Linked DNA regions of Mus musculus: regions 2, 3, 4, 5 and 6 are each linked to region 1. A link is a contact called in public HiChIP or PLAC-seq and promoter capture Hi-C data. All regions are on one chromosome and are shown on one strand. The core of a region is the stretch at or near the end of the contact, and the rest is flanking DNA. Distances in the headings are between cores, read along the strand shown. Region 1 holds the start of Slc7a6os (solute carrier family 7, member 6 opposite strand). Region 2 holds the start of Cyb5b (cytochrome b5 type B). Region 3 holds the start of E2f4 (E2F transcription factor 4). Region 4 holds the start of Tmed6 (transmembrane p24 trafficking protein 6). Region 5 holds the start of Zdhhc1 (zinc finger, DHHC domain containing 1). Region 6 holds the start of Has3 (hyaluronan synthase 3).

Evidence for each region. Promoter capture Hi-C pulls out the DNA fragments that hold promoters and counts their contacts. HiChIP or PLAC-seq counts read pairs in DNA pulled down with a chosen protein or histone mark.
Region 2: a contact with region 1 is called in a promoter capture Hi-C map of liver, with 2.2 times the contacts expected there. The contact joins the promoter of Cyb5b here to the promoter of Slc7a6os in region 1. A contact is called at or near these places in 2 of 39 promoter capture datasets (liver and pre-B cells).
Region 3: a contact with region 1 is called in a promoter capture Hi-C map of pre-B cells, with 3 times the contacts expected there. The contact joins the promoter of E2f4 here to the promoter of Slc7a6os in region 1. A contact is called at or near these places in 3 of 39 promoter capture datasets (hippocampal neurons, liver and pre-B cells) and 1 of 115 datasets of contacts at active chromatin or transcription factors (bone marrow-derived macrophages).
Region 4: a contact with region 1 is called in a promoter capture Hi-C map of liver, with 5 times the contacts expected there. The contact joins the promoter of Tmed6 here to the promoter of Slc7a6os in region 1. A contact is called at or near these places in 4 of 39 promoter capture datasets (hippocampal neurons, liver and pre-B cells), 1 of 484 Hi-C or Micro-C datasets (erythroblasts), 2 of 115 datasets of contacts at active chromatin or transcription factors (T-cell acute lymphoblastic leukemia and bone marrow-derived macrophages) and 1 of 9 other capture datasets (adipose tissue).
Region 5: an H3K4me3 HiChIP or PLAC-seq map of pro-B cells shows a contact between it and region 1, with 3 times the contacts expected there. The contact joins the promoter of Zdhhc1 here to the promoter of Slc7a6os in region 1. A contact is called at or near these places in 4 of 115 datasets of contacts at active chromatin or transcription factors (effector CD8 T cells, large pre-B cells, memory CD8 T cells and 1 more).
Region 6: a promoter capture Hi-C map of liver shows a contact between it and region 1, with 4 times the contacts expected there. The contact joins the promoter of Has3 here to the promoter of Slc7a6os in region 1. A contact is called at or near these places in 4 of 39 promoter capture datasets (hippocampal neurons, liver and stem cell-derived epiblast-like cells), 1 of 115 datasets of contacts at active chromatin or transcription factors (effector CD8 T cells) and 2 of 9 other capture datasets (adipose tissue and liver).

What each region holds. Positions count from the first base shown.
Region 1 is chr8:106,209,426-106,212,693 of GRCm38.p6, reverse strand. It overlaps Slc7a6os (solute carrier family 7, member 6 opposite strand), which reads left to right and starts at 1,761. Exons shown (of 5, transcript NM_001007567.2): 1 at 1,761-1,975; 2 at 2,063-2,329. The coding sequence starts at 1,781. Prmt7 (protein arginine N-methyltransferase 7) reads right to left here and starts at 1,640. Exons shown (of 18, transcript NM_145404.1): 1 at 1,612-1,640; 2 at 123-318. The coding sequence starts at 217.
Region 2 is chr8:107,149,063-107,152,330 of GRCm38.p6, reverse strand. It overlaps Cyb5b (cytochrome b5 type B), which reads right to left and starts at 1,670. Exons shown (of 5, transcript NM_025558.5): 1 at 1,458-1,670. The coding sequence starts at 1,619.
Region 3 is chr8:105,295,882-105,299,149 of GRCm38.p6, reverse strand. E2f4 (E2F transcription factor 4) reads right to left here and starts at 1,487. Exons shown (of 10, transcript NM_148952.1): 1 at 1,275-1,487; 2 at 760-869; 3 at 454-615; 4 at 111-154. The coding sequence starts at 1,409. It overlaps Exoc3l (exocyst complex component 3-like), which reads left to right and starts at 3,037. Exons shown (of 14, transcript NM_177788.5): 1 at 3,037-3,244.
Region 4 is chr8:107,063,994-107,067,261 of GRCm38.p6, reverse strand. It overlaps Tmed6 (transmembrane p24 trafficking protein 6), which reads left to right and starts at 1,618. Exons shown (of 4, transcript NM_025458.2): 1 at 1,618-1,863; 2 at 3,062-3,188. The coding sequence starts at 1,651.
Region 5 is chr8:105,495,357-105,498,624 of GRCm38.p6, reverse strand. It overlaps Zdhhc1 (zinc finger, DHHC domain containing 1), which reads left to right and starts at 1,563. Exons shown (of 14, transcript NM_175160.5): 1 at 1,563-1,815.
Region 6 is chr8:106,869,034-106,872,301 of GRCm38.p6, reverse strand. Has3 (hyaluronan synthase 3) reads right to left here and starts at 1,466. Exons shown (of 4, transcript NM_001331048.1): 1 at 1,351-1,466.

The sequences.
Region 1 (3,268 bases), core at 512-3,011:
TCTCTTCTCCTAACAGAGACCTCAACTGCTCAGAAAAACAATCTCCACAATCTTCTTCAAACCTAAATTGACATGGAGGAGCCCTGCACCCCTGCAGCCAGCTGAGCAGCAGCCCTGGGTACCTGGCAATCTCCTGGTGGTAATCATAGTGTTCATCCTCCTCCAGCCACTCCAGGGATCCCGTGGTAGGATTGGCACGGCCACAGAAGACCTTCATGGTGCCAACTGGCTCCTCAGTGTTTGCACAGAAACGTGAGGCTTGTTAATTTACTTCTTAGGAAGATATCTTGATATCAGAAACCTAATCAATTATAATGCCTAGGATGGAGAGAAAGGACAAGAAAACAAAGAGAAAAAAAAAATAAAGAAACAGACAAAAATGTCAAAGTTACTTACAATTCTTTATTAATGATAACATCGACCTTCAATCTCAGGTCTGGAAGGCAGAGACAGGCAGATCTCTGTGTAAGTTCAAAGTCAACATGGTCTTCATAGTAAGTTCTAGGCCAGCAAGAACTACATAGTGACAGCCCATCTCAAAAGAAAATTAACCAGTATTTTGATATTTCTGACAAGAGTAATTTTCATTTTTTATATAGGATATACCATCAAAAACTATAATAAAAGCCAGTTGTGGTAGCTCATGTCTAAAATCTCAGCACGTAGGAAACTGAGGCAGAAGGATCTAAAGTTTGATGCCATCCTGGGCAATGCTGTGAGACCTTGTCATAAAACAAGAACAAAACAGAACAACGTGTCGTTGCATGTCTTTGATTCTAGCACTAGAAAAGCAGAGGCAGGACCATCTCTATGAGTTCCATGCCTGTCAGGGCTGCACAATGAGATTCCTGTCTGAAGAAAAATTTGGGGGTGAGGGGGGGCCTACAGTAAATATATAGGGCTGTTTGGAAGTTTCGCCACTTTTCAGAAATTCCTACATAATTAAAAAGGCCCCACAAGTCCATCGGGGTCCAGCCTTCAAGTGAAGGCAAGTGAGAAGGCAGGGTAAGCCGAGCAATGAGCTAACATTATACAGTAAAAGCGCAGAAGTGGTTATTCCGCAACAGATTAAGGACACTTGCTTATCTGTGATGTCGCTAGGGTTTCACTAAGAACACACTTAAAAATGCACTGAGGGCCACTCCAGTGTTTTAATCAAAAGCATGTCCACCTCGGGCACACAAACGTCTGGCGCTTCTCCGGGTGAGTGTCGTGAACTGAATGGTTCCCAAACTGCTCAGAATACGAACTGAGAAAGCCATCCCGAAGCAAAACCGCCCGAACGGTCCCGGGACCGAACCGTTCCCGGCTGGGTTAGGGGCGCTGCATACAACTGAGGTCCCGCCCGGTGTGAGTGACTGGGGCGAGGCTTCTGACACAAGTCCTGCGCCCGGCGACAGTCTGAGAAAGGACAGTCACCCACGCGGACCGCTGCGGCAGACCTGCTCAGGGTGCTTGAACCACTCCACGTGGACTCTGGAGCAGCCCGGAAGATAAGTACACCGGAAACCCAAATATCCCCAACGCCAGAGCCCTAAAAATGAGGCCGGAAGACCGACTGCACCCAGGCCCAGCCACGGCCCAACCTCCCCAGCAAGCCCAACAGCTCACCCGCTGTGGGAAGCGATCCACTCGCCGCCACTCCCGCGGCCATTTTGCCTCTCCCACTGTGGGTGGGGCGTCGAGGCGTAGCGTGACGTTCCGTGAGGCCCCGCCCGCTGAACTGGATGGACATCCCGTCGCGCCCCGCGCCTTCCCACAGTACTCCGCGATCGCCGCTATGGAGGCCGGCAGGACTGCGGTGTTGCGCGTGAAGCGGAAGCGCAACGCGGAGCCCGCCGAGGCGCTCGTGCTGGCCTGTAAACGCCCCCGGAGCAGCGAGGTCGAGTCGGCGGCTCGGGAGACGCCAGAGGGCCAGGAGGCGGCGGCGGCGGAGAGAAATGTCTTCCAGTTGGTTGCCACCGTGCGATCCCAGGTATGAGAAGGGTGAATGGACTCTTTGTGGGAGCGATCTTTGAACGCTGCCCGTGTCGCAGTCATCTCTTTTCCCGACGCCCCTCAGGAGGAGCCAATCCAGCAGCTTGTGCGGGCTGCCTTGCGCCCGTCCCGGAGCAGCCAGCTGCGTATCCGCCGCGATCTTCGTGCCTCGGTGCGCGAGGTCCGTAAAGAGGGCCGCTACAGGGTGGTCTCCAGCCACCGATCCTCGGGAACCTCGAACAGTTTGGAGCCTCAGTGTGGGTCAGAAGCTGTCGGGGATGCGGGCTTCCAGTTGTTGGACCTGGTCCACGAGGAGGAAAACCCAGAGGCTGCTGCCACCGACTGCCGCAAAGTGAGTACTGTATATGTCTGCTCTGCTCCCAAAGGCAGTAATGAAGAGCATACACACTGTAAGCTTAAGAATGGATGATCCATCTCTAAGAGTTGACCTCATTTTACCTGATTTCTGTTGTTGTTTTTGTTCTGTTGAGATAGTTTTGCTGTGTAGCTCTGGTTGACATAGTACGGGCTATGGAGCCCAAGCAGACCTCTGACACACAGCAGTTCTGCCTCCGTCGCTCCAGTGCTGGGATTATAAGTAAGCATGTGCAACCCACGCCCCTTAGGATTGGTTTTCTTTCTTTCTCTTTTGCTTGTGTCGTAATACACACCTTCCCTCCCAGCATTTGGGAGGCAGTACCATGTGGATCTCTGAGTTCCAGCCCAAAAAGGACTACATAGTGAGACCTTGTCTCCAAAAAAAAAAAAAACAAAAAGCAAAAAACAAAAACTTTGTGTGTGATTGATCAGGCCTTTAATACTCAAGAGGCATGGATCAATAGATCTCTTCTTTCAAGGCCAGGCAGAGCTACACAGTGAGAACGTGTATCAAAATAAATAAACAGAATTGATGTAGGCCTTTTGAAAGTGGATTTGGCTATTTAAAAGATATACAGTATTTAGAGATGATGTTAAACTGTCATTGCTACGAAAAATGAGGTAAATATGGAAGGAGTTTTAGCTCACAATTTTGGAGGTTTTGGTGCAGTGTATGGTCAGACTACTAACAATTTGCCTCCAACCTCCCTGAAGACGGGGCTCTAGCATTTATATATACCCTCTGAGAAGTTCCCAGAATTCCAAATGTCACAGAAACTATCTACAGCTGACAAAAACCACTTCTGCTAGGGCATGAGGCAAATCATAGTCAGCTGCTTTAGACAGCTCAAAGCAGCCCCACATCCCCACACCTGGGATTAAAACAAAAAAAAAAATAAACTGTTTCTGTGTT
Region 2 (3,268 bases), core at 421-2,920, 940 kb before region 1:
AAAAGAGAGAGAGAGAGAGAGAGAGAGAGAGAGAGAGAGAGAGAGAGAGAGAAAACAAGAACTGGAGAAATGGCTCAGTGGTTAAGAACACTGACTGTTCTTCCAAAGGTTCTGAGTTCAAATCCCAGCAACCACATGGTAGCTCACATCAGATGCTCTCTTCTGGTGCGTCTGAAAACAGCTACAGTGTACTTACACATAATAAATAAATGCATAAATCTTTAAAAAAAAAAAAAGAATCTTTAGGCTGGGCAGTGGTGGCGCCTTTAATCCCAGCACTTGGGAGGCAGAGGCAGGCAAATTTCTGAGTTTGAGGCCAGCCTGGTCTACAGAGTGAGTTCCAGGACAGCCAGGGCTACACAGAGAAACCCTGTCTTGGAAAAAAAAAAAAAAAAAGATTGACAGTCAGCAAAGGAACAAGAGAGTAACATCTTAGTGGGGTGAAATGTTCTTTTTCCTTACTGTAGTGACTACATGGTCAAATACACTTGTCAAACCCCAGCTAGAGGTGTAATATAGTTGACAGTGTTTGCCTAATAAGCATGAGCGATCTGATCCCTAGAAAGGCATATACAGGAAGATTAGAAGTTCAAGGTCTACAGAGACTATGTAATAAGCTGAAAAACGCCCTGTCACAAAGAGGAAAATTATCTGTGGCCCAACAGTCTCAAAGAGATCTTGAGTAATAAGATTTGATTTGAAGCACTAACAAAAGGGTTGAAAGCCAGGTGTTGGTGGCCCACACATTTAACCCCAGCGTTCAGAAGGCAGAGGCAGAAGGATCCCTGAGTTCGAAGCCAGCCTGCTCTACATAAAAGTTCCACGGACACACACACACACACACACACACCCCACACACTCTACTGCCTAACCAGGAACAGGGGTGGGAGGAATCTCAGCTCACTGGATAAGAGCACATGTGCACATGTTCTGTTTTCTCGGAAGATCCAGTACCCAACACCCACATCAGGAGGCTCACAACCTCCTCTTATCCAGCTCCTGGGGTTCTGACCTCTGGCACCAAACGCAGATGCAGATGCCCCCACCCCCACCCCCACCCCCCCCACATACAAAATTTAATTGTTTTTACTTTTTAAAAAAACTGCCTTCTCCTCTAGAAAATAAAAGCCCCCCAAAGCACTGCTTTCTAAGGCATACTTCCTGGAAAGGAGCAGTTCTGAACTGGGCTCGATTAGGTCGTTAAGTGTGTGCCCTTGAGAGCTCCCGGCCTCCGTGAGCCTCAGTTTCTCTTTATGGGAAACGGGTTGATGGCCTGGCGTGTGATCTAGCATCCTGCAAGTGCTCCATGCATTGAGAAACGCACGTTGTCAGTCGAGGCTGAGACTGCAGCCCCTCCGAGGGTCACGGTTCCTTCCGGGCGCCGGACAGCCACGCGTGGCCTCTCCCCACCCCCACCCCGGCAGCGCGCGGAGGCCTCCCGCCTCCCCGGCCCGCACCTCGCTGAGGAAGCGGGTGATATCGTAGACTCGCCCGTGGATCACCATCCACGTCTCTTCCGCCGAGTTTCGCTTCGCCACCTCCTCCAGCCGGTAGTAGGTGACGGAGGGCTCGGAGCCCTCGACCTTCTCGCCACTGCCGCTGGCCTCCGGGGTCGCCATGGGATCCGAAGCCCTCTCCGCCGCTATCTGGGCTTCCACCGCTAACTTCCTTGACTTGCCGGCCCGCGCTGGGTCCTCCTCGGCTTCCGTAACCGGGTAAACCTGGTCCGACGTCCGACTGGCCAATCGGCGTCGACCAGCCCCTCCAACCTTGCCAATCAGATATCGTGATTTTGGACCAGCGCCTAAACGTGGCCGGGTGACAAGTGTCACCACAGGAGAGCATTCTCTCTGCTCGGCCCATGGGCAGGCCCGGCCCTAAAAGAAAAGAGCCGGTTTCCAGCGTCTCTTTTCCCTTCCTGCCACCCTGGGTCCCCGAATGAACGGACCCGCATTTTCCCTTGATCTTCCCATCCAGAATTGCAGCCCCCGGGGTTACAAGCTTTGCTGTCCCCCAGACTGGTTCCCTTTAGGCTCCAAAAGGCTCAACAATTAAAATGGGTGTGGTGACCTCTACCTTCCTTGCCCAGAGGTTTGGGATGTGTGTTAAAGAGAGTGTGCTAAGAGAGGCGTGAGCCCAGCAATCCACTGTGTAAATCACAAGTGGCGTTGGACTCCATGGCTCTTAGGTACAAGGCCTTAGGACAGCAGTTGGGGCAAGGGTAGATGTCCTAAGTTTCTTCCACTACTGACAAAACAATCTCTAACTGAATTCTTCAGTGATCAGGGCTCATCTACACTGTTTTAGTTTCTAAATGGCCTAAAATAGGATTTACTTCAAATGACCCTTGCTAAAAGTCTAGGTAATTTGGAATTCTAAGTTAATGTGCAAGGTTGCGAGCCTTTCTCTTTAATTGCGGTGAAAACTAAGAGGCTGATCATCCTAAAATGTTTCACGGTGTTACTTCACAACCTAGCACTCATGACTCTGTAAACTATTTGCAACCTCTTTCACTAATATTTTATTGTTTGTTTGTTTGTTTAGAAATGTATCAGTATGTAAGCCTGGTTGTCCTGGAACTCAGAGGCCTCTGCCTCCCATGTGCTGGCTTAAAAGGACACCACCATGTCTACTTTCCATAACCTAAGTTCCTAATTACACAAACTATGTACTGTAGTTTGCTCTGATGGCTCTCATAAATACTGACCAAAACCAGCTGGAGAAGTAGAAGGTTTATTATGCTTGCAGGTTATAAGCCATTGTCTTAGTCAGGGTTTCTATTCTATGCACAAACATCATGACCATGAAGCAAGTTGGGGAGGAAAGGGTTTATTCAGCTTACACTTCCACATTGCTGTTCATCACCAAGGAAGTCAGGACTGGAACTCAAGCAGGTTAGGAAGCAGGAGCTGATGCAGAGGCCATGGAGGGATGTTCTTTATAGGCTTGCTTCCCCTGGCTTGCTCAGCCTGCACTTTTATAGAACCACAACTACCAGCCCAGGGATGGCACCACCCACAATGGGCCCTCTCCACTTGATCACTAATTGAGAAAATGCCTTACAGCCGGATCTCATGGAGGCATTTCCCCAACTGAAGCTCCTTTCTCTGTGATAACTCCAGCCTGCATCAAATTGACACACAAAACCAGCCAGCACAGGGGAAAGGCACCACAGTAGAGACTCAGAGCACTTGCTGAGCAAAAGTGACGACTTAACCATTCCCTCCCTCGGCAGTAAAAGCCCGGCAGGCCTTCCTATGCCTGTAAT
Region 3 (3,268 bases), core at 238-2,737, 910 kb after region 1:
CTTTAAGTAGGCATCACGAACCTTCGAGAGCTGGAACTTCTTTTTGGACCATGGGTCCATGACTTAGCTCAGCCCCACCCCCCACCTCCCTCTACCCAGGCTCCGCTCACCAGCAAAGCATCTGCAGATGTCTTCATGAGTCACGTAGGCCAAGGTGTGGGGGTTAAGGAGAACAGCTGAGGCTTTTTTTTGTGCCAGATGGCAGACCACAGAAGAGACCCAATGTTTCAGCCTATGCCTTCCACACAGCCCTCAGAGGAAATTTCTGGAACCTGGGGTCCAGGTGGGTAAGGATCATGGGCTAAGGCTGGAAGAGACTGGAGCCTCCCGTCTGAATCTGACCAGGGGTTGCTGGAGCATTCTTTTAAGAGGTACAGGACCCAGAGCGCCACAGAGCAAAACCAGCTGAGCGCCCCTTGCCCACTCCCCGAGGCAGGGACTGGCAGAGGATATCAGCTGTTCTGGACGTCCTCAGTGACATTCCGGATGCTCTGCTGCACCCACACCTTGTGCTGGTCCAGTTCTTGCTCTCGTTGCTGCAGCTCCTCGATCTCTGCCTTGAGCTCAATCAGCTTGTCAGCGATCTCCCGGGTATTGCAACCTGGCCCGACGCCCCTGAACCATGGGATTGAGAGACTGAGCGTGGGATCCCTAAGATCTCTGGGTGCCAGACCCCAACTCTCTCCTATAAACATCACCATCCCCTCCCAACCCCAACACCCCTGACACTTCTGCCCTCCCCAAACAGCCCACACTCACTTCCACTGGATGCTGTTCTTGGATTTCTTCTCGATCAGACCGATGCCTTCCAGCACGTTGGTGATGTCGTAGATCCGCCGTTTCTGGCGCACAGCAAGAGTGTCGGCTGCCTGGCAGGTAGAACAGAATGGAGAATGGAGCCCCACTCTTAAAAAGTGTGCACCCTGAGATGTTTAGTCTGGAATGGGAGGTAGTCTTATGTCCCAACCCTGGCGTTCCTTCCAATCACTCCGCGAGTGTGTCGGGAAGAGTCTTGGCTTAGCTGTGTTCTGATGCTCGGCTCCCTGTCCTAGTCGCCAAGGGCCACGAGGGCCTGCACCTGCAGCCGGGACCCAGACAGAGCTGAGGCTTAATGGCTTCGGTGAATGGAAACAACCTCCCGCCTCTCTCATCAGGGTGAGAAAGCACACGGATGGCGGCCGGAGGACTCAGTGGGGCCGCCCCGCTGGCTTCCCGCTCCCGGTCCAGGCCTGGTGCCCCCATCTCCCCAGTCGCCCCCTCGGCCCGGAGCGCACCAGCTTGAGGTCAAGCACGCCGTCCTTGGCTTCCTGCAAGAGCGACACGAACTTGGTGGTGAGAAGTCCCAGACTCTTCTCGTGCCGGCTTGGAGTCCCCGGGGGCGGCGGCGCCTGTGGCCCGGCCTCCGCCATCGCGCCCGCCCGCCGCCTCCCCTCAGCCAGGCCAGGCGAGGCCGGCGGCGGCGCCACTTCCGCTTCCGTTCCTAGTCGCCGGGCCACCGGAGCTATCAAGGCTGCTTCCGCTTCCGTCTCGCGCCTTCCCAGGGTATCTGGTGCAACTCCCGTCTGCTGATCCGGACGCAAAACTCCGGGGGACCGTCGGCAAATGTATCATTAGCAAAGGAAACCAAAACAACTCCTTAGGGCAGCTAGGAAACCTGAAAAAATTGTATGGTAGGAAATGGAAGAAGTTAGTGAGCAGTACCGGCAGTTGAGAAGCGAGAACCACCCGACTCTTCCTTGCTAAGCTGCTTCTAGACTACTAACTGCCTGAACATTCCATCCAGGGAAGGGAAGCCATAAGCCACAAGCTTAGCCTATTTGCTTAAAACTTATTCTAAAGGCTTCCCTGATGTTCAGAGATAATTCCTGCTGTTCCTGTTACTTCCTGCCAAAACAGCAAGCACTAACAATAAATAGCTTGCATACTTCTATCTCTTATTTCGTTCCAGCATCATTTTTCGCTGGCCTCCATGCTACATACAGTTCACAGTGGCCAGGAGTCTTATTTCCAACCACTACTTAGTCCATGCAAAGGTGTTTGCCTGCGTGTGAATATAAGCAAAGCCTTTAAGGCATTTTCTGACACATGGGAAGAACTGTGTGTTTGCAAGTCTCATTTATTTTTGCAGTTTTTAAAGGTTTATATTATTATTATCATCATCATCATTATTATTATTGTGTGTGTATGTGTTTATGTTTGTCCACATGTGTGCAGGTGCTCAAGGAGGTTTAGAAGAGGGTGTCAGATCTCTGGGAGCTAGAGTTAACAGGCAGTTATTATTAGCTGCCGTGTAGGTGCTGGGAACTGAAGCCCTGTCCTCTGCAAGAGGAGCAAGTGCTCTGAGCCTCTGAGCCATCTTACCAGCTTGCAAGTCTTATTTATTTTTAACAGTGTTATCACTTATGGTTATGTCTTTATGACGGTCAGTCCCTCTAGGACACAAATTGCCTTCCCCAAATTGATTGATGATTCACACTTGTGAGAAAGCAGACTTCGGAAGCTCTAGTTATAATGGAGCCTGAAGTTGGGGTAGTCTTCCTGAGGTCTTAGCTGTCAACCCTTCTGACAGTAGGAAGTGAGGGTCTATTATGATGGGTGGATTTGGGTGGTGCTCCATTATATCTAGTGTCCTCCCTAGCTCCCCATCACTTACAGGAACAATGTAGCTTTTTGGATCCCTAACTGCCATCTCTCACTATTCTTTTGCCTCACCACATGTGATCTTTCCCCTACCAAGGCATATACCATCTGTGGTTCTCAGACTCGACTGCGGTTTGCTGAGGCTCTACCACATAGGGGGTCATCCTTCAAACCAGCTTGAGGCCAAATCAGCTTTAAATATGCATATGTGTTTCCGGAGTATTTAGAAGTCTAAGGTGGGCTGATCAAGACTTGGTGCTCACCGGGGGAGTCCACAGCTGCCCCCACCCAACAGGAAATGGCGCCCAGCGCTCCCCACCTCAATGCAGATGCTTTTCCTGTTGGGAATAAAGTGCCAGAGACTCAACTTCCTTCCTTTCTGCTTTGAAGGAGGGGCCTTGGGGGAGAAGTAGGGGTTTCTGGGCCGTGAAGTGGGAGAGAGGCTTCCTTGGGGAGAGGAATTTGGCTGCTGGTGCCAAAGGAGCTGGAGTCCCTCCGGTCCCGTGAGCAGTGAGGGTGTGCCCAGCTCTGCAGGAGCGAGAAGGCTACTCTCAAGGCCAAGGCCACTTGCAGAGGAGGGAGAACTGGACACCGGTCAGATCTGGTAAGTTCTGTACCAAACTATCCT
Region 4 (3,268 bases), core at 369-2,868, 850 kb before region 1:
ACAGTACCACCAACTAAACAGTACCACCAACTAAGCAGTACCACCAACTAAACAAACAGTACCACCAACTAAGCAGTACCACCAACTAAGCAGTACCACCAACTAAACAGTACCACCAACTAAACAAACAGTACCACCAACTAAACAGTACCACCAACTAAGCAGTACCACCAACTAAGCAGTACCACCAACTAAACAGTACCACCAACTAAACAAACAGTACCACCAACTAAACAGTACCACCAACTAAGCAAACAGTACCACCAACTGGAGACCAAGCATCAAGTACCTGAGACTGCCAGCAGCATTTATTACCCAGACCGTCATAGACTTCCTGAAATAAAAATGTTAGCCTCTTGGGCTAATGCTGACCCGGCTTGGGTCTACACTGTGAAATCCTATTTTACCTGCTACACACTCACACACAGTTACAGGAGTTAGAGTTTGTAAACCAACAACTTGAGAAACCGTCTTAGAACGTGAGGACTCCAGCTTCGCCAACTATTCCCATGGGACCAGGAATATATAATGGTTTTATAGAGGATTTTGGATAGTTTTTCCCTCTCTGTGGGTGCCAAAGAAGTCACGAGTAGAAGAAGAGATGGAAGGTCTCAGGGTTTGGAGAAACTCCAGAGCTTTCCAATCAGGCAGGAGAGAGTCAGAGGAGGGGTGGACCACCTTGTTCACCCTTAGCTTGGGTTTCTACCGCTGTGATAAACACCATGACCAAAAGCTCCTTGGGGAGGAAAGGGTTTAATTTGGCTTCGGCTTCCACATCACAGCTCATCAATGAAGGAAGCCAGGACACGAACTCAATGCAGGACGTGGACCTGCAGGAAGGAGCTGATGCAGAGGATGTGGAGCACTGCTGCTGTTTATGAGCCCTTTCTCCAGTTCTTGCTCTGTCTTCTTATAGAGACCAGGACCAGCAGCCTGTGAGTGGCCCCACCCACAGCGCAGTGGGTGGACCAGCAGCCTGTGAGTGGCCCCACCCACAGCGCAGTGGGCCCTCCCCCATCAATCACTAACCCCATCAATTCCCTACGGGCTTGCCTGGAGCCTGATTTTATGGAGGCGTTTTCTCAAATGAGGCTCCCTCATCTCAGATGAGTATAGCTTGTATCAAGTTGACATAAAAGCAGCCGGCACTACTTCTTCGTACACTAAAATGTTTATGTAGCTGGGTGTGGTGGGCAATGTCTTTGATCTCAGCACCCAGAGGCAGGCAGATTTCTGAGTTCAAGACCAGCCTGGAGAGAGGCTCAGTGGTTAAGAGCACTGGCTGCTCTTCTGGAGGTCCTGGGTGCTGGGAATTGAACCCACATGGCGCCTCACAACCCTCTATAACTGTAGTCCCATGGGGTTCGATGCCCTCTTCTGGCATGCAGGTGTACACATAGACAAAGCACCAGTATACATGAAAGAAATATTTAAAGAACAGTGTGGTTACATAGGAGACCCTGCACTGCACCAACGGAGGGGGGGGGGGGCATTGTGGTGCATGGCACCTGTATTACAGAAGATCTACAATGGCTCTGAAACTGGTCCTAAGTGTGGCGTGTGGGGTTAATGATTAGCTGGCTGCTTGGCTGACTTCCTTTCCACGGGATTGTGAGCAGCTCACCTGCAGAAGAACCCACAGAAGGCAGCATGTTCCCTTTGCTCCTCGTGGCTGAGCTGGTAGTTCTGAGCCTCGTGACTTCTGTTAAGAGCCAGGAGACAGATCCCCTACACGGCTCCAAGGACCAGCCACTCTTCCGTGGAGCTGATCGGAATGACTTTGCCATCGTGGTCTCTCCAGGAGCCATCGAATGTTTCTGGCAATTTGCTGACCAGATGGGATACCTCTACTTCAGCTACGAGGTGCGTGGAGGCCTCTGGCCATACCTTTTATAAAGTGAGCCAGGCTTTTGATGAAGCCAAGGTCTGGTTCTCTATGAGGCTGTGGCTGCCACTTGTGAATCAAGTGGACCTTCAGTTAGAGAGCAACTCTGGGTGAGACTTGGATGAACAGCCAGCAACGGGAGCTAAAGCATATGGCTTGGTCTAGAACTGGAAGCTACAGAAGTGTGTTCCAATCCAATGGACAAGAGAGGCAACCTTTAGCTTTCCTCGGATATGAGGAAAGACAACACGTGCTAAAATAGTCACATAATTGTGGGGCACACACCTTTAATCCCAGAACTCAGGAAGCAGAGGCAGGGGGATCTCTAAATTCAAGGTCAGCTTGGTCTACAGAGTGAGTTCCAGGACAGTCAGGGCTACACAGAGAAACTTGTCAATAAAGAAGAAACGAGCCTGGCAGTGGTGGCACACACCTTTAGTCCCAGCCCTTGGGAGGCAGAGGCAGGCAGATTTCTGAGTTCGAGGCCAGTCTGGTCTACAAAGTGAGTTCCAGGACAGCCAGGGCTATACAGAAAAACCCTGTCTTGAAAGAAAAAAAAAAAAAAAAGAAAAAAAAAACAGAAAAAAAGAAAAAGAAAGAAGAAACAAGAGAGAGACAGAAAAGGGTCCCATAATAGATTTTAAGTGAAATCACTTGAGTTCATGGGGTGAGATAAGGTCAGACCTCCTGCATGTGCTAATCCTAACAACCTGTAGAATAACCGGCTCAAAGCTTTGTCTATGCACCCAGACAATTCTGTTCCTCTTTGGAAGGTGCCTATCCCTTGGGCAAGTACACCCAAAGGGGCTTAGGCCACCAAGGACCTTAATATTAAAGTTAGAGGTAACTTTGGTTTTTTTGTTGGTTTTTTGTTTTTAGGTTGTGGGGGCTCTTGGGGAGACAGGATCTCATGTAGCCCAGGCACTGGCCTCAAACAAGATACAGCATCAGTCCTTGCTGGTTTGTTTTGTTTGTTTGTTTGTTTGTTCTTTCTGTAGACCAGGCTGGTCTCAAACTCAGAAATCCTCCTGCCTCTGCCTCCCAAGGGCTGGAATTATGGGATTAAAGGCGTGCGCTACCACTGCCTGGCACCTTGCTGGTTTTTGAGTGATGTAGTAAGGATCTCTCTCTCTCTCTCTCTCTCTCTCTCTCTCTCTCTTTTACCGGTGATGGCAGGTTCAGCGCATTCTCGGGATGTCACATGACCGCCACATTGTTGCCACGGCACATACCCCGCAGGGTTTCCTTATTGACACTTCCCAGGATGTAAGGGGCCAGATTAACTTTGCTACACAAGAAACAGGTATGTATTCATCTCCAAAGCTACAATAATAGTCAAACATTTCTATGAAATTGAGAAATAAGGGCTGGGCAGTGGTGGCA
Region 5 (3,268 bases), core at 314-2,813, 710 kb after region 1:
CAGGTTGGACTTAAACTCACAGAGATCCTCTTGCTTCTGCCTCCAGAGTGCTGGGATCAAAGGCATGAGCTGTCATTCCTGGCCCCCAAACAAGTCTTTTTATTTTAATTTTTTAAAATGTGCATTGGTGGGCTGGTGAGATGGCTCAGTGGGTAAGAGCACCCGACTGCTCTTCCGAAGGTCAGGAGTTCAAATCCCAGCAACCACATGGTGGCTCACAACCATCTGTAACAAGATCTGACTCCCTCTTCTGGAGTGTCTGAAGACAGCTACAGTGTACTTACATATAATAAATAAATAAATCTTTAAAAAAAAAATGTGCATTGGTGTTTTGCCTGCATGTGTGTCTGTGTGAGAGTGTCAGATCTTGGAGTTACAGACAGTTGTGAGCTGTCATACATGTGCTAGGGTTTGAACCTGGGTCCTTTGGAAGAGTGCTTAGTGCTCTTAACTGCTGAGCCATCTCTCTGACTCCCCCTGACCCACAAATAAATCTTTTTCTAAAGGTTTGTTTATTTATTTTATATATATGAGTGATATATATATATCACTAGGAGAGGGAATCACATCCCATTATAAATGGTTATGAACACCCCACCCCACCCCCTATGCAGTTGCTGGGAATTGAACTCAGGACCTCTGGAGGAACAGCCATTACTCTTAACCTATGATCCATCTCTTCAGCTCCCCTCAAATAAATCTTTTCTTAAAAAAAGCATGTGGTGGCACATGCTTCAATTCTAACACTCTGGAGCCTGAGGCAGGCAGATCTGTGAGTTTGAGGCCAGCCTGGTTTACATAGTGAGTTTCAGGTCAGCCAGGGCTACTACTCTGTCTCAATCCCCATCACACCCCTAAACAAAAACAATAAAACCCCCCAAAACAAAAAACAAAACATTTGAAGAAAAAAATTAGACATTTTGTGTTATCAATACTAAATTCTTATACTTCACACCTTACATTGTAGTTGCTCACATTTTCAGTTGGGTAAGGCATTTGTTTAGGTCTGTCTCCTTCAACCTGTTATTTCCTTCAAGGGCAGGAATCCCTGAGTGCTCCTCATGATGTGCCTGGCACTTAACACATACTTTGAGAGTGCAGCAGCCATATCTTTACTAGAATTCCAGCAAATTTGGGAGGCAAAGGTGGGAGAATCGCAAATTTGAGGCCAGCATGTGACCCTGTTTCTAATACACACATGCACACGTGCGCGCACATGTACACACACTCACACACAATTTAAAATAAAAGAAAATGAGCAAAAACCCTAGATTAGTTGGGGTCTTCCCAAGAGTGATTTAGAGGAGAAACTAGATACATGACACGTTTTGAGGAGAGTAGGATTCTTGGAAGACAAATTGTAGATGGGAGGTGGAAGAGAGTGTATTTTCCCTGTGAAAGGTTATGGGGGAAAATGAGAGTGGGCATGCTTTAGAGTCAGGGGGCACTTGGCAAACTCCGCCCAGAGCCACGATGCTCCTGCGAAGTGACGCAGCGCGGTTTGGCCGCTGTGGGGCGCCGTAGTTCGCGCTGTTGCCAGGGGAACGGGCCCCGCGCCGGGCAAGGCCCAGCCTGCCTTGGCCTGGCACGGCTGCACTGCCAGCGGGTCCTTGCTAAGGCGGAAGGACTCTGAGGCCCAACCTCCGTCCGGGATGGAGCCGCGCTCCGGGACGCGTCTCCTCCGTGTCCGGGGGACCGACTTTGCCCGGACGGTCTGAAGTGCGGCCGCCCTGGGGAGGGTGGACGGGCAGGGCGGGGCCGAGCCGCTGGCTGACCTTGGCAGGCCGCATCTGGCGCGGCTGCCACCACGCGCAGGTGAGGAGCGGCTGCAGCGTTTCTCACCTCCGAGCTTGGCCTGAGCCACCGGCCCGCGCTGCGCCGGTGCCTGGCGGGACTCTGGGCCTGTCTCGGCCTGCTGCTGGGTTTCGCCGACCCAGTGGAGCGCGGGACTTCCTTTTATCATTAATCAGGGCCATAGATCCGCACTGAGCGCCCACCGATCGCCAGGCAATGTGCCATGCGTCGGGCCTCCGAGCCTTCAGCCTTCGCAACCCACAGAGAATTAAGTGATGGGTTGGGGAAACAGGCGCCAGACACGTGACTAGAGTAATTTCAGGTCTCATTAAGGGTTCGGGTGGGCCCTAAAGGTGATGCTTAAACACGGAGGCTGGGAAGGAGCCGGAATTGCGACTAGGGGAAGGGTGTTTCTGAAAGAGGGAAAAGCGAACAAAAAAGTCCAGGTAGCAGAGCATTAGTATAGTATGGGACGGAAATGCTAGGGTAGTTCCTAAAGTGAGGGTTTTCAACTTTTATCCCAGAACGTGAAGGGAGTCCCTGAAGCGTTTAATGAGTTTCAAATTTTCAAAAGGGCTTTATCCTCTCTGTCTGCTGAGCAGAAATCATTTGAAGATTACCATAGTGCAGCGAGTGTAGCCGAGCCTCCTGGAACCCACAAATCTCTCCCGGTCCTCATCTGTGCATACGGAGTGTTGTTGTCATGTTCTCGTGTCACGTGTCATGAGACAAAGTAACAGGGGATCGTGGAGGTGGGGTGGATGGGGGAGGCCACATATGAGACCAAGGACTAGAGATCTGTGGGAACAGTTTGAAATCATAGGGCTACCTCAGAGTATTGAATTAAGTGAATTTCTGTGTAAGCGCTTCAAGCAGCGCCTGGCGTAGAATAAGTGCCTTCTAAGTGGCAGCAACGGCTGTTATTATGGAAACAGCATAAGGGCTCAGTGATCTTAGGGTAGCAGAGCTGGTAAGAAGTGGGTGGCTTCACTTCCTTTACCAAGGGCGAGCTAGGTTAGATGAGGGTGGTCACTCCTTTTGTGGAGCTGATGTTTTGGTTGTGGGAGACCAGCTGTATACAGATAATCACCAGGAGATGTAATAAAAGCAGCTGTGGTGTTTAATTAGCCTAGATTTTTCTCCCCCTATTGTTTTTCTTACTTTGTTCTGTCACCCTTTGTTCTTAATGACTTTTCTTGGTGGGTGTTCCCCGAGGCTGGCTCCTACAATCACCAGTTGATTTCCTGGTTAGAAGTCAGCAACCCTTGCCTCCTTCCCTTGATTTGGTTTCTGGTCCCTGCTGCCCTCTGTTACTCTTCCTGGACTTGTATCCCAGTGTTTGTGGTGGCTGCTGCGGAGGAGAACAATATGGAAATGTTTGCGCAGCATGTCAACTCAGGAACCATTTCAAGTTTCTCTTGCCATAGCAACTGACTTCAGCATATTGTTTATGAGAGAGAGAGAGTAAAGGCCC
Region 6 (3,268 bases), core at 217-2,716, 660 kb before region 1:
GCCTGCCCTACCAGCCCCGGGAGCCGCCGCATGCTTCCTCTGTAGGACTCCCAGCCCTCCTTGCACACACCCAGCTCAGGGAGCCCCAGGCATACGTCCCCTGCCTAGTCTCCAGCTAGAGCTGATACATAGGGGACGCTGCGGGCCCTACTGCCCGCCTCGTTCTGGGAAGGGACGGGAGGTGCTGTGGCTGGCCCAGCAACCTGCGTCCTGGCGCCCCGCCTCGGTGCAGTTCCAGAGGCTGTCCGGTCAGGTCCAAGGCAGCTAAGGAAGCTCTCGCCACGCTCCTCACCCGGCTTGAGCTTCACCCCGCTGGCTAAAGCCACACAGCCACACCCACGTGCAGGTTTCCCACGACTCTGCTGGGAAGGAACGGAAAAGCCAAGGAACAACTGCCAGCCCAGACCCTACTCATCTTCTCAGGGCCCCAGGTACCTTGGCAAAGGAGTGCCTGCAAACAAAGGCAGCATCCCTGCAGTTGCCAGCCCCCTCCATCCGGGGGCCAGACCCCCTCCCCCTCAGGAATTAAGAGGTACCCATCTCCCTACAGAAGACCCAGGAAGGTTCTGCAGCTGGATATTCTATGTACAGTCAGGCTCTGGCACGGGCTCTTGTTGAGGTCCTCTGCCCAGAGAGGACACTGTATTTCCCCAAGCCGGTTAACCAGAATGTGATCTTATATCCTGGGCCGCTTCCTCCATCCTCTCAAAAGAGATCCAAGAAAGCTCGCCCAGGCTAGCTAAGGCGCACTTAGATTCAAGGGCACGAGGGTGGGGGCGCTTTACGGGATCCATGTCCCATAGGACAATGAAAAGAAATAAAAACCTCCAGGCAAGGACGCACACCTCCCTACCCAGCAGTAGAACTTTGAGGGCTGCAAGATTAACAGCAACTCTCCCACTGACAGGTGCGCCCTGCAGCCGGGCTCACGCACGGCAGTACAGAAACTTGCACTAGCGGCTGGAGCTCCTCCAATCTCTCCTAGGCACCCTTGGACCTCTCTGAACCGGCAAGGAGGAGGAACTCATCTCACAAACCTGTGCTGTAGGGACCAGATCGCTGGAGATCTCGGTGTCCCCGCAGGTGTGAACCCCCTGCGGGCGTGAGTTGGGGGGAGGGGCACTCTAGCCTCGCTCCCCGCACAGCCTCCCTCCACCCCCAATTCATTCACAAAACAAGAGCCGCAAGGGAGGAAGGGAGGAGAGGCTGCGGGAGCCCAGGATGTCGGAAGAAAGGGAGGAGGGGGTAGGGAACATGGTGCAAGCGACTGCCGCCGGGAAGCATTGAGCGGCCGGAGCCCCAGGGTCCCCAGGTCGCGGTAAGAGGCTCCGGCCCCTTGGGTGCGCTCACCGTGCCGCCGGCTGCCGGCGTTCCGGTGCTCAGCAGGCCCGCGGCGGCTCCATGCTCCTCCTCCGGCTCCCGCCGCCGCGCACTGCCTCCACGGTGCCGCTGGGGCTCCGACTGACGACCGCCTTGCCCAGCAGAGCCGCCTTAAGTATCGCGCGCGACCCACTGGGAAAGGCGCCCTCCTCCGGCACCAGGGCAGGGAAAGTTGGCAAGAGTGGGAGGGCTCCCGGAGCCCGCGGGAGCGCCCGGTGCCCGGCCACCGGCTGGCGCTCGCCAGACTCGGGGTCTGTCGTGGACCTAGCCCCTCCGAATCGAGAGTCGCAACCTCTGCCTCTAGAAAACTAGGGACCCCCAGTGCAGCCCAAGGCTCAGCTGCTCCACGCCGACCTCCGGGCCAGCAGCCTTGGAAAGGCTGTCATTGTCCCTAGCCTAGTACCTGAAGCATCGTTAACTTTCCGGATGACCAGTGGGGACCTACAAAATCGTTCATGTCCATCCCCGCCCCCACGCCCCGCTCCCGAAACCTGGAAACCTACTCACCCTGCAAACGGGCTACCCCAGAAAATCTTCTGAACGCCAAGGGGCGGCTCGCTATGTGAGGGGACTCCCTAAAAACCTTCCCGGTGGCAACAGAGAGGGACAGAAAAGAAAAATTGTCAAATAAAAGGAGGCTGGTCAAAGAAGGTGTTAACTATTATGACAAGCTGAGCTTTGAATTCCGCAGCGGGGCGCTGATGACTTTAAGGCTGTTTGCAAAAGCTGCAGATTGGTCTAGCAGGAATCCAGGAGGTTCCGGTCTTAAAGCCCAAACGGCTCTTCCTCCCCACCTTTCTTTCCCACGTCCCGACCTCTTAGGTCCCCATCCGACATCCTCGCTGGCAGTTCCGTGGTCCCTGGAAGTTGGTGTAGACTCCTCCGGTGAGGTGAAGCCGAGAGGGAGTCCAGGGGAGAAGAGTGTTTGTTAGAGGTAGAAACTCTAGAACCAGCTGGAGATCTCGAGGTTTTACATCTCAGAAAAACCTGAAGAGAAATTGTAATTAAAGACTAGTTTTAAAAATGAATTTATGGGTCCTCCAACCGTCAGAGATAACTTCGCAGGCGGAAACAATTTAATAGGCATGTGAGCTGCTCCAGTCAGGAAGCCATCCCTCTCAGACATGCCCATAGGTCACTTAGCCACAGAATCCACAACACAGCCACCCTGGGCCCCTGCTCCGCCCACTCCCACCCTGACAGACAAAATCAAAACCTTTCACCCTGCTTCATTCAGGAGAAACACCACTGCATGGGCTAAAGGGCTGGGCAGTGAGTGAGTTTGTTTTGTTGAGACAGAGTCTGTAGCCCGGGATAGGCCTTTGAACTTCCCATATAGCCAAGGATAGATAAACCTGAACTTCTTATCCTCTTTAACTCCGAAGAGAAGGATGAGGGCCACCACACCCAGTTTATTCACTGATGGGGACTGAATCCTGAGCTCTGTGCATGCTTTGTCAAAGTTCTAGCCCCAGCTCCAAAGAGTGTGCTCTTAAAGGCTGTTGAGATGGCTCTTTGAGTGATGACACTTTGGACCAAACCTGAGTTCCAGTCTCTGGGACATGTTGGAAGGAGAAGGCCAACTAGCTCAAGTCCTCTTCTGACCTCTACACAATGATATACACATCCACGATAAATAGATAAGATATAGAAATAACGGCTGGTATTGACCCATGTTGTCATGTGTGCTGAGCTACCAATGGTCAGAGGGGCCCTGCTATAGCCTGCAATAGATACTCAGAGAAGTAGTGTCTGGGTAAAGAGGGTTGCTCAGGAGTCTGTCAGCTTGTTTTACTACGGGCTGTGACAGTATAAACCTCAATGTCTCCATGGTAGAAATGAGGTAGAGGAAGGACTGTTCCAAGATTTGCAGAGTCCTCGAGAGAGT